Linked DNA regions of Sus scrofa: region 1 is linked to region 2. The links are chromatin contacts, called in public HiChIP or PLAC-seq maps. All regions are on one chromosome and are shown on one strand. The core of a region is the stretch at or near the end of the contact, and the rest is flanking DNA. Distances in the headings are between cores, read along the strand shown.

Region 1 (7,228 bases), core at 4,016-6,515, 160 kb before region 2:
CCTTCCCCAGCCCCTACCCCCCAATCTTCAAAACTGACATCTATTTGTACCACTGATATGAATTACAAATATTGTTTTGCAAAATGAGAAATAGGAATAGAGAAAGTTTAGGAGAAAATAGATGTGTCAATCCACCCCCCACCTTCTTCTCCTTTGCTCGGTGGCAACATGATACGGTGGAACCTAAGCCATCAACCTACCTTTGAATTTTGGATCACTCATTGTGACCTTAAACAAGGCCTTAAACAACCTTTCTAATCTCCAGTTTCCTCTCCTGTAAAACAGGGCAGTGTATCTACCTCATAGGACATCAGAAAAATTAAAGAAGTGCATACATGTAAAGGGCTAAGCATAAGAACCTGGTAATACTAAAGATAGGTAATACTAAAGATGACCTCTCTTTAGGTAAAAGGTAGGTAATACTAAAATTAATTATGCTACAGTTATGAAATGGAATATTATACAACCATTAAAAAATTAAATGTTGGAAAATGCTTATAATTGAATAATAGTCAATGATATTAAAAACTGTGTATATAGGACCCCCATTCTCGAAAAAAATATTTAAGTTGCTATGAGAAGTATCTTTCAGGGTCTCAGTGGGAAGCACGTGATGTAGTCAAATTAGGATAGTTAGAGGAGGCTTTGCCTTAAAAGAGTGGGCAGGTGTGGGGGATCACAAGGGACAGTGCAGCAGTAGAGCTGTCACTACCCCAGAACGGACATGACACAGGCAGGAGTGGTTTCTACACCCAGGAGAGAACTGCCCAGAGAGGAGAGGGGAGGTGGCCCCTGGGGGAGGCACAGGGTTGAGTCACTGAGAATTCAAGGGAGGATGAAAGGGGAACATCTAACTCACTCTCCTCCTCCTCTCAGTGCCTGCTGGGGCTCCCCATCACACAAGCCCACAAAGAAGCCAGAGCATAACTGACGTAACCCCGACTGGCCAGCCCACCAGTCAAAGAGCAGGATGTACAAGGGTGGGACGCAGATGTGGCAGGTGCACCACATATGAGACCCAGGATTCCTTTGATTGCCTAAGGAGATGAGGTGCTGCAGAGATGACCCCCTTTTTTGCTTTATGTTTTACTGTTGCAATAATATATGCATTTTTTAATTCTGGGGAATAAAACTTATGTCAGAGTGTGTGCCAAGGAGTGTGTGCCCATGAAGGTATGAATGTGAATGAGGTCTATGGCCATACCACCAGAACACATTCTGAATGTGAATGAGTTGTGTATGTGTATGTGTGTGAAAGAGAAAGCAAGCACAGGTTTGTGGCTGCGTATGTATATGTGAAGGTATACAGGTAATGTGAGATGGTGTGTGTGTGTGTGTGTGTGTGTGTGTGTGTGTGTTTGTGTGTGTGTCTGTGGGGTATGCATGTTAATGAGAGTATGCCTGAGCTGCGGGAGGAAGGTGTGTATGTGTTTGTGAAAGCATGTGTGAGAATGTACAAGTATTTCTGAGACTGTATGGGGGGGGAGCTCTAGGTGGAGGGAGTTGTATGTGAAGCAGTGTGTTTGGATGCGGGGGTGCCATGGGGATATGTGTATGACAGCGTATGAACACATATGAGGATGTACAGGTGGATAAGAGTCTGTGTTTGCTCAGGTAAGGTGCAGTTTTGTTTGTGAGAGGTGTGTGGGAGGGGAAGTGTGTGTTGGTATGAGTGAGTTTGAGTGTGGAGGTATGAGGACAGGGAGAAGAGGTGTGAGGAGTTGTGTGTGAATGAGCAAGAAGAGGGGAGGTAAGTTAGGCAATATATGTGAAGAGATAATGTGTGTTAGTGTGCGTGTGTGTGTGTGTGCATGTGTGCACACATAGGTGAGTGTGTTTACATGCATCTAAATACCCAGAAGTAGAAACAGTTCCTTGCAGAAAAAAGAAAAAATAAAAACTGGAGGAAAATATTTTCCTAATAGTAATCTCTAGTCATGGAATAAGAGGCAAATTTATTTTCTTGACTTTTTTTTTGGTTATTTTGCAATCAGAAAAAAAATGAACATTTCAGTCTATTTTCTTTTTTTTTTTTTTGTCTTTTTGCTATTTCTTTGGGCCGCTCCCGCGGCATATGGAGGTTCCCAGGCTAGGGGTCGAATCGGAGCCGTAGCCACCTGCCTACGCCAGTGCCACAGCAACGCGGGATCCGAGCCGCGTCTGCAACCTACACCACAGCTCACGGCAACGCCGGATCGTTAACCCACTGAGCAAGGGCAGGGACCGAACCCGCAACCTCATGGTTCCTAGTCGGATTCGTTAACCACTGAGCCACGACGGGAACTCCTCAGTCTATTTTCTTCATTCCCAAAACACGTTAAAAATATGATACCTTTCTGGAAACACAGAAAGGCTCCTCAGAGTCTTTTTCATAGGAATGTGTTTGAAAATTGGAATTCTCTTTGTTAACATAACCATAGATATCTAAGTCTCTGGTTAATTTATAGGAGGAAATCCTTTCTTTAAATTTGAGAACCATATAAAGTGTTTATTGTTTCATGTAATTTCATTACCCTTCAGGTATTTCAATAACCGAGACTCATCATTGCTAATATTTGCAAGCCAAGGCCTGTCGGTCCCCCACGAGTGAACTGGTGGTGCTAATGCAATGGCCCATTCGTGTCATGCTGTGTTGGGGAACTAAAGTGCTCTAGGTTTTCCCAAGTCTCAATACATAAACACTTAACATTAACGAGGATTATCAGTGATAGAGAGTCTTATGTAATTAGTATTTTTTTCCTTGTAGCTTTGTGTTTTTTACAGGCAGGTTTTAAAAAAAAATAATGACCCATAAGGGCTTATGTAATAAGGTTTCTGTCAAACTGATTTGGTAGCAGGTTGTTTTCCTCAGTACAAAAGGCCCTGAGTTCTTTCACTGATGCATCCTTGTCTCTCTGCTGTCTCATCTGACCAATAATAATAAAAAAAAATGAGGTTTGCCCTATTTTAGGCTATATTTTACAAGAAAGGTTTGTGACAATACATGGATGAAGGGTCATTCTAGTTTTAATTGATTTCAACCTTGGCTGTTAAACTGATTTGCTCTCATTCACATCAGGTTTCTGCAGCTCACTTTATTTGTATTGTTACTTGTGGGTTCCATGGTTTGCACATTACATGAATTAGTTTCTTGGAGTACTGGATGACATGTTCATTTTTATTTAGATAAGAATAAAAAAAAAGGAATTCTGTAGATTACACCTTTCCTTTATATTTAAAAAGCAACCTAGGACTTCCTGTTGTGTCTCAGCAGAAACAAACCAGACTAGTATCCATAAGGATGCGGATTCAATCCCTGGCCTCCCTCAGTGGGTTAAGGATATGGCATTGCCATGAGCTGTGGTGTAGGTGGCAGACACCACTAGGACCTGGCATAGGCTGACAGCTGTAGGTCAGATTTGACCCCTAGCCTGGGAACTTCCAAATGTTGCATCTACGACCCTTAAAAAAAATTTTTTTTTAATTAAAAAAAATAAAAAGCAACCTATCTATTAAAATATAAACAGGGCAAGCTCTGTTACAACTGATAATAAGTTTGGCTGAACTCTGGACGGTCACACCTGCAGAACGTATATCACTGAACCGTGAAAGAGGAAGCCAACCCACAAATGGTTTTGTCTGATTACCGCCTCTTCACTTGTCTCAATAACACATCTATCACATAGATTCACTTCAGACATTACTTGGACACTGCTAGTAACACGTTGACAGAAGCCATCCTCAAGCCAGCTACAGCCCTTCTTCTAGGGCAGAAGGAGCCACAGGGCTTTCCTCTGCCCCATCAGACCACCGTGGTGGTTCAGTGAACACTTTATTTTCCCACTTGAATTTGAGCTCTCCTGAAAGGTCACTCCTGCCTATCTTGCGGAGATGGCGAGCTAGAAGGCGAAGTTTGTCGGTGGAATTTGGGAGTGATCTTTTCCAGAAGCAGAGAAGTTCGTAGGTCTGTTCTGCAAGGTCATTGGGGGCCTTCAGTTTGATGAGCTGAACGGTGCTGCGGCGCAGCGGGAGGGATGCAGAGAGACACAGCGCGTTTTCTTCTGAGAGCTCCTCCGACAGCCAGTAGAGCAAGCTGTTCCACAGGGCTTCTGCCGGCACACGGGGAACACTCATTGTCAGGACCCTTTCGCGGGGGCGGGAGTGGGGGCAGGGGTCGGGGGGAAGGGGTGTGTGCTCATCTAGCCCTCCACCTGGTCATGGGAAATCTACTCAATCTCTGGTATGTCCTCTGAGCAGCAGAATAATTGGGGACCACCCAGATGGACAGTTGAGAGACTCTGAGTCCCTGGGCTTTCCGGGGTCTTCTGAGGGACCCACCCATTGCAGAAGGTTAGAAGTGCTTCTCAAATTTTAACTTTCCTGAGATCCGGGCAGGCTTGTTAAAAATGGGCTTTAGACCTCCGCCCCAGAGAGTCTACTTAAGTAAGACTAGAATGGGGCCCAAAAATTGGCATTTTTAACAAGCTCCCAGATGATGCTGATACTGAGGCCTGACTTTGAGTAGCACTATGTTAAAAGAGTTTTTTTTTTTTAGGCTCAAAAAATACTTCTCTTAATTCGTACTAACATAATGTATAAATTATACTAGCAGCTGCTCCATCTTCACACCCCAACCTCCCCAACTACATATGCACACAAACGCACCAAGATCCACTTCCCAAAGAGCAGTTCTCTGGAAGGTCCTTTACAGAGAACCTGTATTGCCTGGTTCTGGACTATTGAGAAACTCTACCATCTCTGAATATACCCTGTATGTTCAGCATACCCCTTCCCTTACTCCATGACTCCTGTCTACCACCAAACTCATGATTCCAATCTTCTGCTGTTTGCTTGTCATTTTATTTCATTCTCTAGCTCAGATCCATCACTCTCAAGAGGTCCCCCAAGTCCTACTATCTCCCTCCTTCCATATGTCAACACTAAGCTGCTTCAGAGTCACTTTCTCTCTCTGTCATGCAAACCCCTGCAGCAGTTTCCCTGGTTTGGTATGAGGAAAGAATTCTATGTCCACCTTCTTTTACCCATTCTTTCCAACTATCTCCTCACATAAACTGCACCTGCATTTACATCATGCCACTTTTCTATGAAAGCTACCCAGGAAATGGAGTCATCTTTCCTGTTTTCACTTTCAAACCAACATTCTGCTTCCATCTTGCCATATATTCATTTTAATGTCCCTGCTGCCCGCATAAGCCTTCCTCTCCCCTTCCACATCATTTCTCTCTTGCCGTTGCCAGGCAGAAGCATCAGCAACCCTGCTGACAATCAGTCACACCGCTGACCACATGCTTTCCTAATCCTGTCCACATCAATGACCTGTGTGGTAACCCCATATGAGAAACCAACTTTCATGACCAATCCTTATGTTTCATGATCAGCTACCGCTATTCTATCTCCATGGCTTCAACTTATCAATATTACTGCTAACCAGTACCTCCTAAAATTCCACAGCTTCTATTCCTTTGCTCCTGCTTCATATGCTTCTTGCCTCATCACCAGTACTGCAAGTCCTTCTTTAAGGCTCCCAGTCATTCCATCATCTGTCTCTGTACCCATACTTCCCCTAAAGATCAGCTTTGTGATTCAATAATGGTCTTGCATCCACCTTAAAGCCTGCTGTCCTCTTTAGCTTTCAGTGTTCTCAATTCGTCAGTCACCAATCCTGCCTTACTCACACTGCAGTCAGCCACTGGGATGCCCAGGGTTATGAAACTATACTGAGTGTGGTCAACAAACTCTATGCTTTGTACACAATTTAAGCCTTTAGTAGCTTACAAATCCATTAAAACATCCGATTCCTGAATTTGGTTTCAAATTTTCCACAGCAATGACACAAAACTTTTCTGCCATCCTTAAACCCCAGTCTCACTCTTATTCTCACCCAACCAATGCCTGTTTCTCCTAACATTACCTAAAGCCACTTGACCTGAATTCTTCTAACCTTGTTTTCACTTCAAAATCACTGTCTTTACAAAATCACACTCCTCCACATTTGCCAGGTGCCATCTCCCACATGTTTTTTCATCAAAAAATTTCCCTTCACACCTGTTCCTTAACCACCTCCTCCATCAGGTTCTTTCCATGGTTCCCACAAGCCCTCTTAGGCCTCCCATTTCTGATGCTGTTTCAAGCTCTCAGGCTCTCTCTTCCCTTCTTTCTACCAAAAAGTCTTTTCACGCCTAATGTAAACTTGTTGCCTTAAGTCCATCACCATCACCTCACTCCTTAAGCCCTTACCTTATGAGTTATATATCCTCTTTTAAAGCTCTATTAAAGCCTTACTTTCTGATCTTTCTAGAGTTCTCCTAAATACTGCTTTCAACAACTCATTCTCATTCTGCATCTTCTCTGACTTCCATGGAGCATTTAATCCTTCCCTGGGGTTCCACGGCCTGCCCTGGTGTTCCGTCTCCCTATCTTTACCCTTTGCTGACTCTCTTCCTCCTGATAGTGCTGAGTGACTGCTTCTCCTCTCAGGCCCCTTCTACTTCTGTCCCTTCCCCCTTAGCAATTGCCTTAGCCATCTCCTGTATATGGAATATCCCAGATCTACCATATCTTCATCTTTGGTTCTGTTTCCCTGCATCCTAGTACAGGCATAACCAATTTTCTCATGCTTTGCTTTACTGTCTTTCAGATACTTCATTTTTTACAAATTGAATTCAAGCTTTTGGCAACCCTGTGTATAGCAAGTCTACAGGCGCCATTTTTCCAACAGCATTTGCTTACTTTGTGTTTCTATGTCACATTTGGGTAATTCTCCTGGTATTCAAACTCTTCCATTAATTTCTGTTAGAGTAATCCGTGATCAGTGATTGTTGATGTTACTATTGTAAAAAGATTAGGACTTGCTGAAGGTTCAGATGATGATTAGCATTTTTTAGCAACAAAGGATTTTTTAATTAAGGCATGAACATTGTTATTTTAGATTTAAGACTGTTGTGCACTTAACAGACTACAGTATAGTGTAAACCTAACTTTTATGTGAGCTTGAAAACCCAAAAATTCATATGATCTACTTTGAATGATACTCACTTTATTGTGGTGAGTTGGAACCAGACTTTCAATATCTTCGAGTTATGCCTATGTAACATTTGCAATATTTATCTCCTAATTATATTTACCAGTTTATACCACAACCAGTTCAAATCCCATATTTCTAAAATCAAAATCAACTTTTGGGGAGTTCCCGTCGTGGCGCAGTGGTTAACGAATCCGACTAGGAACC
Region 2 (7,593 bases), core at 2,138-4,637:
TCACAGGCATGCTCTTTATTAGTTGTGTGACTTCAGCAAAATTATTTAACCTGCCAGTGCTTCCGTGCCTTCATCTGTAAAATGGGAATAATAATGCTACTTGCCTCATATGATTATTTGGAGGATTAAATTAGTTGATATTTGTATATGGCCTGCAACAGTGCCTATAACAAAGCACTATGTAAAAAGGTCTGCTATTTTTATTATCAAGATTATTGTGCCAAATATATCGTTTATTGACTGAGGCTTGAAAATCTCTTGTCTGTGTAATAATTCACCATTATTTCAGATCTAATTTGTGTTGTAATAGTAAGAACACAGGCTAGAGTGGTGTAGAGTGGTGTTGTATTTTATACTTTGTCTCGCTCTCTTTTTTTTTTTTTTTTTTTTTTTTTTTTTTTTGTCTTTTTGCTATTTCTTGGGCCGCTCCCACGGCATATGGAGGTTCCCAGACTAGGGGTCGAATCGGAGCTGTAGCCACTAGTCTACACCAGAGCCACAGCAACGCGGGATCCGAGCCGCGTCTGCAACCTACACCACAGCTCACGGCAACGCTGGATCGTTAACCCACTGAGCAAGGCAGGGTCTGAACCCGCACCTCATGGTTCCTAGTCGGATTCGTTAACCACTGCGCCATGACGGGAACTCCTCTCTCTCTTTTTTAACACTTACTAAATAAGCTCAAATAAAATTTGAGGGAAAGGCATAATTTATGTCAGCAAAAACTTTTAAAGTATTTTAGCAATCCCTGGTTGTGTCTAATAGATTAATTTTATGTAAATATACTAAACTTAGTTGTCTGATATTAGCCTTTGTAAATACATGAGAAAAATATTTAACTCTTGCATAGAAAAGATAATTCTTAGAGTTTTTGGATTCACATTTATTAACTTAAAACTGTACATTGACATTTAGAAGCACAGTACTTCTCAAAATCTCCCTTTTACATAGTTGAGGTTTTGATTAATTTATAGGGCTAACCCATGTTAAATCCAAGTTTCCATTTGCTAGAAAGGTGGATTATATTGTGAGAAAGGCTCTAACTGTAAGTTATTATCTTTAACTAATTACTAGAATTCAGTATTGAAGTTCACATATAGAAAATAGCTATTTGAATGTTGAAACATTTAATAAGTAAAAGATTAAACAATGTTTATATAAATTTAGTATTAGAAGCATTTGATTTATTAATTTGCATTTTTAAGTAGGAAAGTATCAAATGCATGCATCTTAATATATTTAAAAATGTTTAACTCTGAAATGTATTTTAAAATTATGTGGCGAATGTTTCAAGTTTTCTGTAGTGTCTACTTTTCCCCTAATAACAAGGTATTTTACAAAGTTTTTATTGTCATAAAAAGATCTGATCCTGAATGTTTGAAAAAAAAGCAAAAAATGAACTTAAGGGTGAAGTGGTTAAATTGGTGTTTGTTTCCTCTAATTTTATTAATGTAGTTGAGGTTTTGATTAAAACCTCAAAAGCTTGATGTGGGAGCCAGCCACATCAAGAGCAGGCAGGGCGCATTCCAAGTGGAGAAGATGGCATTTTTCTGTGACACGAATGTTAAATTCCTGGATGATGCCTCGGATCTCAAACTGTCTATCCAGATGGTGATGGAATTCTAAGAAAGCTTTTTGAATCCAAGTGGCCTCAACTAAACAAAAGACATGTTGCAGTATATTCTAAACTTTTTTTCACTCCATCATTTGGGATTTTAAACTTTGGATTTTTTTTCTTCATGGTCACACCTGTGGCATATGGAAGTTCCCAGGCTGCGGGTCGAGTTGGAGCTACAGCTACCAGCCTACCCACAGCCTGCCCATAACGCGGGATCCAAGCTGCAAATGCTACCTGTGCCACAGCTTGCAGCAATGCCAGATCCTTAACCTGCCGAGCAAGGCCAAGAATCGAACCTGCATCCTCACAGAGACCATGTCCGGTTCTTAACCCACTAAATCACAATGGGAACTGAAACTTTGAATTTAACTCTTGAGTTTTTAGAAGTTTTCCTGTCTTCTGCCCATCTTTTCTTTTACAAGATGCTCATTATTTGAGTGCTGGTTATTTGAGGTTTTATTTGTCTGTCATCTTGCTCTTAATGCTAAGGGGACATGTGCTTAATCCCCTCTCTCATTGAACAGATTCTTTTCTAGAAAGTGCCATATTTGATCTGTGTTAGTTGTTGCTGATCATATAATAGAGGATAAAACATCCTTGAACTTTGTCCTTGTAAAGCATGAGGGCTGATGTGGGAGACAGACACTAAGCAACTAAACAGATATGTGTAATTAGGGATTGTGTTAAGTGCTATGAGGAAAAGAAGAGGGTGCTTTGAGAGAGAATAACTTTGTGATTTGCTTTGGATTGGCTCATCTGGGAAGAAATGTCAGTATGGGTTTAGGTAGAACTCTAAGATAAGGTATAGTTAGCAAAGGAAACAGATGAGTAATAGGCAGTCCTAAGGCCTTTATCTCTTATAGATGTTGAGTATTTTTATTCTAACATGGAAGATTATATGTATTTCTGGGCTCTAGCTTACCACTGTTCACCATGCAAGGTCGGTGGGGGCCCTAAATGCAATCTCAATTCATAGAGTTACTGTTGAGATTGTGTGGGAAGAAGGCTATTTGCCTGCTTTTAAGTGCGACAGAGATCTACATGAAATGAGCTCTAAGTGATTTTGTTGAATGTAGAATTATTGTGCATGTGCTTAGTATTTCTTTACCTTGTAACTTTTAATGCTGGCAACTTGAAGAGCCCTTCAGTTTGGGTTGGTGAAGAAAGTAAAAACCAACAAGGTTAAGAAAACACATTACAGACCAGAAGAAGGTAATAAAAGAAGCAGAAGGCTGCGGGGATAAGATGGAAGGAGGGCTGGGGAGTTAATTGTGGTTACATAGTTTCAAGGTCTTCACATGTTTTTTTTTTTTTAATTAATGATTTTTATTTTTTCCATTATAGTTGGTTTATAGTGTTCTGTCAGTTTCTACAGTACAGCAAAGTGACCCAGTCACTCTCTCTCACACACACACACACACACACACACATTATCCTCCATCATGTTCCATCACAAGTGACTAAAGTTCCCTGTGCCATACAGCAGGATCTCATTGCTTATCCACACTAAATGCAATAGTTTGCATCTTTTAAACCCAGACTCCCTGTGGACATGTTCTTATTACTTCATGAAAAAAATTCAGTGCTTATATGTGAAAATGGTGTCCACACTAATGAATTTTGAAACTTTGATCAGCTTTGCTCTAATTTCATTTTAAGTAGAATAAACTGGCTAATGATCAGTGTGGGCGGCTTGCGTATTTCACTAGAGTAATAGGGGCGTGAGGCTCAGGAAACGGCCGGTGAGACAAGTTCTCCACACTTCCTGAAGTGCTTTTTCTATCTTTAAAGCTTTTGCAAACCTCAAAAAGTTAAACCATTTCCTTATCTTAAACATGTTAGAAAACTGCAGAAGGAAAAGGTAGACATGATTACTTACCCGTTTGTTTAGAAATGACTGTTTTTTGAAACAGAAAGTTAGTTTTCATATATTATCTGTGTTAAAGGCTAAAAGTATCTAGATTGTATCAGTTCACACTGAGAGTCATGTAGAGAATAAGATATTCAAGACCTTCAGGATTGCCTGACTTCAGGGAAGGGGACCTAAACAAAGCAACACAAAACAAGCCTAATAGAAATGGGTCTTCACTTTCCCTTTGTATAGTCAGAAAGGTGGTTTTTCTCCTTTATGCCTACATAGGGCACATATGATGACATTATTTTGTTTTTTTCTCATGTCAGTAACCATTTTAAACTTCATTTGCCTTGCATATAATCATTTTTTTTGCAAAATGTTAATGTTTCAGTGAATTTTGGATGATTGCAAATGATTCTCTATATTTAGACAGGGCTTTTTCAGCTTTTTTGATCAGAATTAAATAATATATCTATGTAAATCCAGTTGACAAATCTTTATTATTTCAGCAAAATATTATTCATACTCCAAAGCAAAAATTTAAATAATAAGATAAAATGTTATAAGATTAATGAAGGTTAAGAGTTTATATTACCTTCACTAAGGAATTATCTCCATTAAGGGCTGTGGGTGCAATGATAGTGTTTTCTGGCCACATTTGTATTCCACTCAATCTTACACATGTGGATGATGATACTGTTAGCAGTATCATTTTTTTTTTTTTTTGGTCTTTTTTAGGGCTACACCCATGGCATATGAAGGTTCCCAGACTAGGGGTCTAATCGGAACTGTAGCTGCCAGCGTACGCCAGAGCCACAGCAACACCAGAGCCACAGCATCGCGGGATCCGAGCCATGTCTGCGACCTACACCACAGCTGACGGCAACGCCAGATCCTTAACCCACTGAGCGAGGCCAGGGATCGAACCCACAACCTCTTGTTTCCTAGTCGGATTCATTAACCACTGAGCCACGACGGGAACTTTTTTTTTTTTTTTAACATACCTGGGTAAACTGATTAGAAAGAGTCATTGTGCTTATTTTCTTCCCTTCATACCATTGCCAAAATTGGACATTATCATGGCCTATTGTTTTCTTTGCTGTTTAACAGCAAATGGTAATGTACTCAATATGGTTATATCACAAATGTATTTAAAACCCAAGGTCATGGTTCTTAAATGTAAAATGACAATTTCATATATTTTACAGAAAACGCATGTTTCAGAAGAGATGGGTGAAATTTGACGGTGTTAGCATTTCTTACTACAATAATGATAAGGTAAGGATGTTTTACAGTTTTCCAAAATTGCCCTATGCATGCTCAGTGTACTTCCATAAACTAAGTATGTGATTTGGTCTTTAAGACTAGGAGTTGAAGTATCAACATGAAAAGAATTTGCATAAGATACGACATTTAACTCTTTTCATAGTCTACCTTTTCCCTGCCACATAAAATTGGGAATTTTAAAAGCTTATGTTCCTGACAATAATTTTTGGAATATATCCTACAAACTGTAGGAATTGCTGTAAGTGATAGCTACATAAGGAATTGTCTTTATCCTAGACAGCACTGAAACTGTTAAGCAGGACATGTTAAAGCAAGGAGAGGTTATTTTGTCCTCCAGAAGAGGTGCGGAAGAACCAAGGAATGCATCTTGCATGAGATTTCTAATTGCCATGGATTTTGAAGAAAGAAGAATGTTTGTACATAGAGAAACTAGAAAGAACAGGATTTGACAGCAGAGAGAACGAGATGCCCAGATTCTCTCATTGCAAAATGGTGTGGGTGAAGGGCATTAGTGGGAGATGACGTTGAGAAGAATGTGTTTGGTGTTAGAGCTCACTGAACATCTTGATGTACAGATGGTTAAAATTCCTCTTTAGGTTATTAGTGGGGTCTTAATAACATGATACTCTTTTGCTCATGTCCTTCTCATTAGGTGTGTGAATGCCTTTATACTTAAGAGATGTAGGCTGAAATACTTAGGAGTGAAGTGTCATTATATCCACAAATGTCTTTCAAATGTTTCCTACCTATATATTTTTATATTTACATATACACATATATGTATCTTTGCACACATGCATAGTTAGATAAAACAAAAAATGACAGTGTTAACAATTGTCAAATTGAGATAGAGGATATGAGTGTTTTGTTGTACTGATCTTTCGACTTCTATGTGTTTGAAAATTTCCTTACGTAAAAAATTGGAACTAATGTATATACTCCATTTTTTGTTAAAATCATATAATTTTACAATCTTAACTATATATGTTCTTTTAATATATTGATTTAACACTTAACCACATTCTCTTATGTCTAGTGTATAGTCTAACCTTATCTTCTCATTATTTAGAGATTTTCGCTGCGTAATATTGGTGTTATTTGTGGCTTGAATAGAGATATAGACTCCTTTTCATGTGTTGATTCTTAGGTACCACAAGGAAGAAGAGCATATGCTTTTAGACAGAAAGTCATATACACTGTGTGCTACAATCCCGAGAATACTAGAAAGTTTAGAGAAGTGTTCATTGGATTCACTTTACAATGATCCTGGTAAAGTGTCAAGTAGGTTTAAACACACCCCTTTGACGTTTGCAAGATGAGATGAACACTTTTAAAAGCTTGTTTTCTACTTTTGGTGTTGTTTTTGGTTTGCTTGTTTATTTGAATGTTGAGACAGTTTATGTGCCTATGATGGGTGCAAAGTAGTCTCTGTCTGATGCAGTCTGACCCCTGGTTTTCTTTAGCACCTTTACCCTTTTCTGGTTTCACTGAAATGAAGAAGAAAACTATTCAGGAGTGAGACAGGCTTCCGTGCTGTCAGGCTCTGTTGGTGTTGGAATCCTTATCCTCATTCGGGAGAGAGAATTTCTAGTATCTCTGACCAAGGGGACGCAGTCTGTCCTTGAAAAGGTCATCTCAACTGTATTGGGGAGATGAGTGGTTATCCACATTGATGCAGTAAAAGTGATGCAGCCTTGGTTTGAAATTGAGATTAAAAGTTTATGTTAAAATGAATTGTTACAAATTCTTTAGCTTGACATGAAAATTTAAAAAAAAATTGTTGTTTCCCATGGAATTTCATTCCTTTATTATTCAGATGATTGGTTTCATGTTGGCAAAACCCCCCAAATACTAGGATGAGTGTTTCCTAAAAAGAGAAATGTTTTCTGGTGTGACTCTTATGGCAAAAAGGGATGGATTGATGGACTGGGAAGAGGGGATTTCAAGGTCAGTTAACAGAGGGTTTTGATGTGACCACATCTTCTATTTCAGCCAGATGTGCAGTTTTCATGGGCCTATGCGTGGAGAGGTTGGGTCTTTCAGTGTTTAAATGTGCACTTGACGAGCATATAGTTGAGCTTTCAGGAGGTAGTTTGCAGAGATGCCTGTTTCCATAGTTTTCTTCTGCTTTCTCCAATGCTGCTCAATCATGTCTCAGCAAGGCCTTTTCATTGTATTACCGAAAATGGCATCATCCCAACAGCCTGGATAGCTTATCACCTGCCAAGAAATCTAATGCACCCCCATTCTTCCTCAGCTGTGGGCAGAATTGCCCTGTGGTCGTTTCATTGTCTGCAAGTGGTAGATAAATGACAAACTTGACCTAGATATCTGTGTGTTATAAGCTCAAGGGATGCTTTAGAATTTCTTTCCTTAAGGAAAATTTTTTATCTGAAAAATGCAGTCATTTTGCGCCTAGTGTCATTTAGTCTAGTTTTTTCTTTTTTTCTTTTCTTTTCTTTCCCTGTATTGTTTTTACTGTGTGTTAGAAGAGACTTACAAAATCAACTCTACAGTGTAAAAAATTATTTTAGAATCTCATAATAGATTATAAATGAGCCCTTTGAGAAATTACAGTTTCCTGAGGTTAAAGTGACATAGTATTTTACTTCTTAAGTACATTTTGATCACTTCTGGGGAATTTATTTTTCTGTTAGTCTTCTGTAAGTACTCACCTGTTGAACAACATTATTATAGGCATGTAGGCAAGTTGTTATATTTTTAAGGGATTTTTAAAAAAAATCTCTCTGAAGAGGTTTAGAAGGAAGAAAGATCTCCTTTTTACAATTCCTGTGTCTTTCCCTACAAGGCTGCTTGATTCTTCTCTACTGAA

Evidence for each region. HiChIP or PLAC-seq counts read pairs in DNA pulled down with a chosen protein or histone mark.
Region 1: an H3K27ac HiChIP or PLAC-seq map of alveolar macrophages shows a contact between it and region 2. The contact joins two enhancer-like sites. A contact is called at or near these places in 2 of 47 Hi-C or Micro-C datasets (alveolar macrophages and embryonic fibroblasts) and 1 of 2 datasets of contacts at active chromatin or transcription factors (alveolar macrophages).

What each region holds. Positions count from the first base shown.
Region 1 is chr8:28,068,703-28,075,930 of Sscrofa11.1, reverse strand. DTHD1 (death domain-containing protein 1) reads right to left here. Exons shown (of 10, transcript XM_003128908.5): 10 at 2,052-4,088. The coding sequence ends at 3,730. Among named protein-coding and RNA genes, the nearest start is that of DTHD1, 75 kb to the right of the region's middle. Within about 2 kb of position 5,265, at least 2 of the 83 cell types and tissues checked have an H3K27ac peak or open chromatin away from gene starts, as enhancers often do. A contact at or near this core is called in alveolar macrophages, where this site is marked.
Region 2 is chr8:27,910,660-27,918,252 of Sscrofa11.1, reverse strand. ARAP2 (arf-GAP with Rho-GAP domain, ANK repeat and PH domain-containing protein 2) reads left to right here. Exons shown (of 33, transcript XM_003128906.4): 7 at 4,682-4,751. Among named protein-coding and RNA genes, the nearest start is that of ARAP2, 46 kb to the left of the region's middle. Within about 2 kb of position 3,387, at least 9 of the 83 cell types and tissues checked have an H3K27ac peak or open chromatin away from gene starts, as enhancers often do. A contact at or near this core is called in alveolar macrophages, where this site is marked.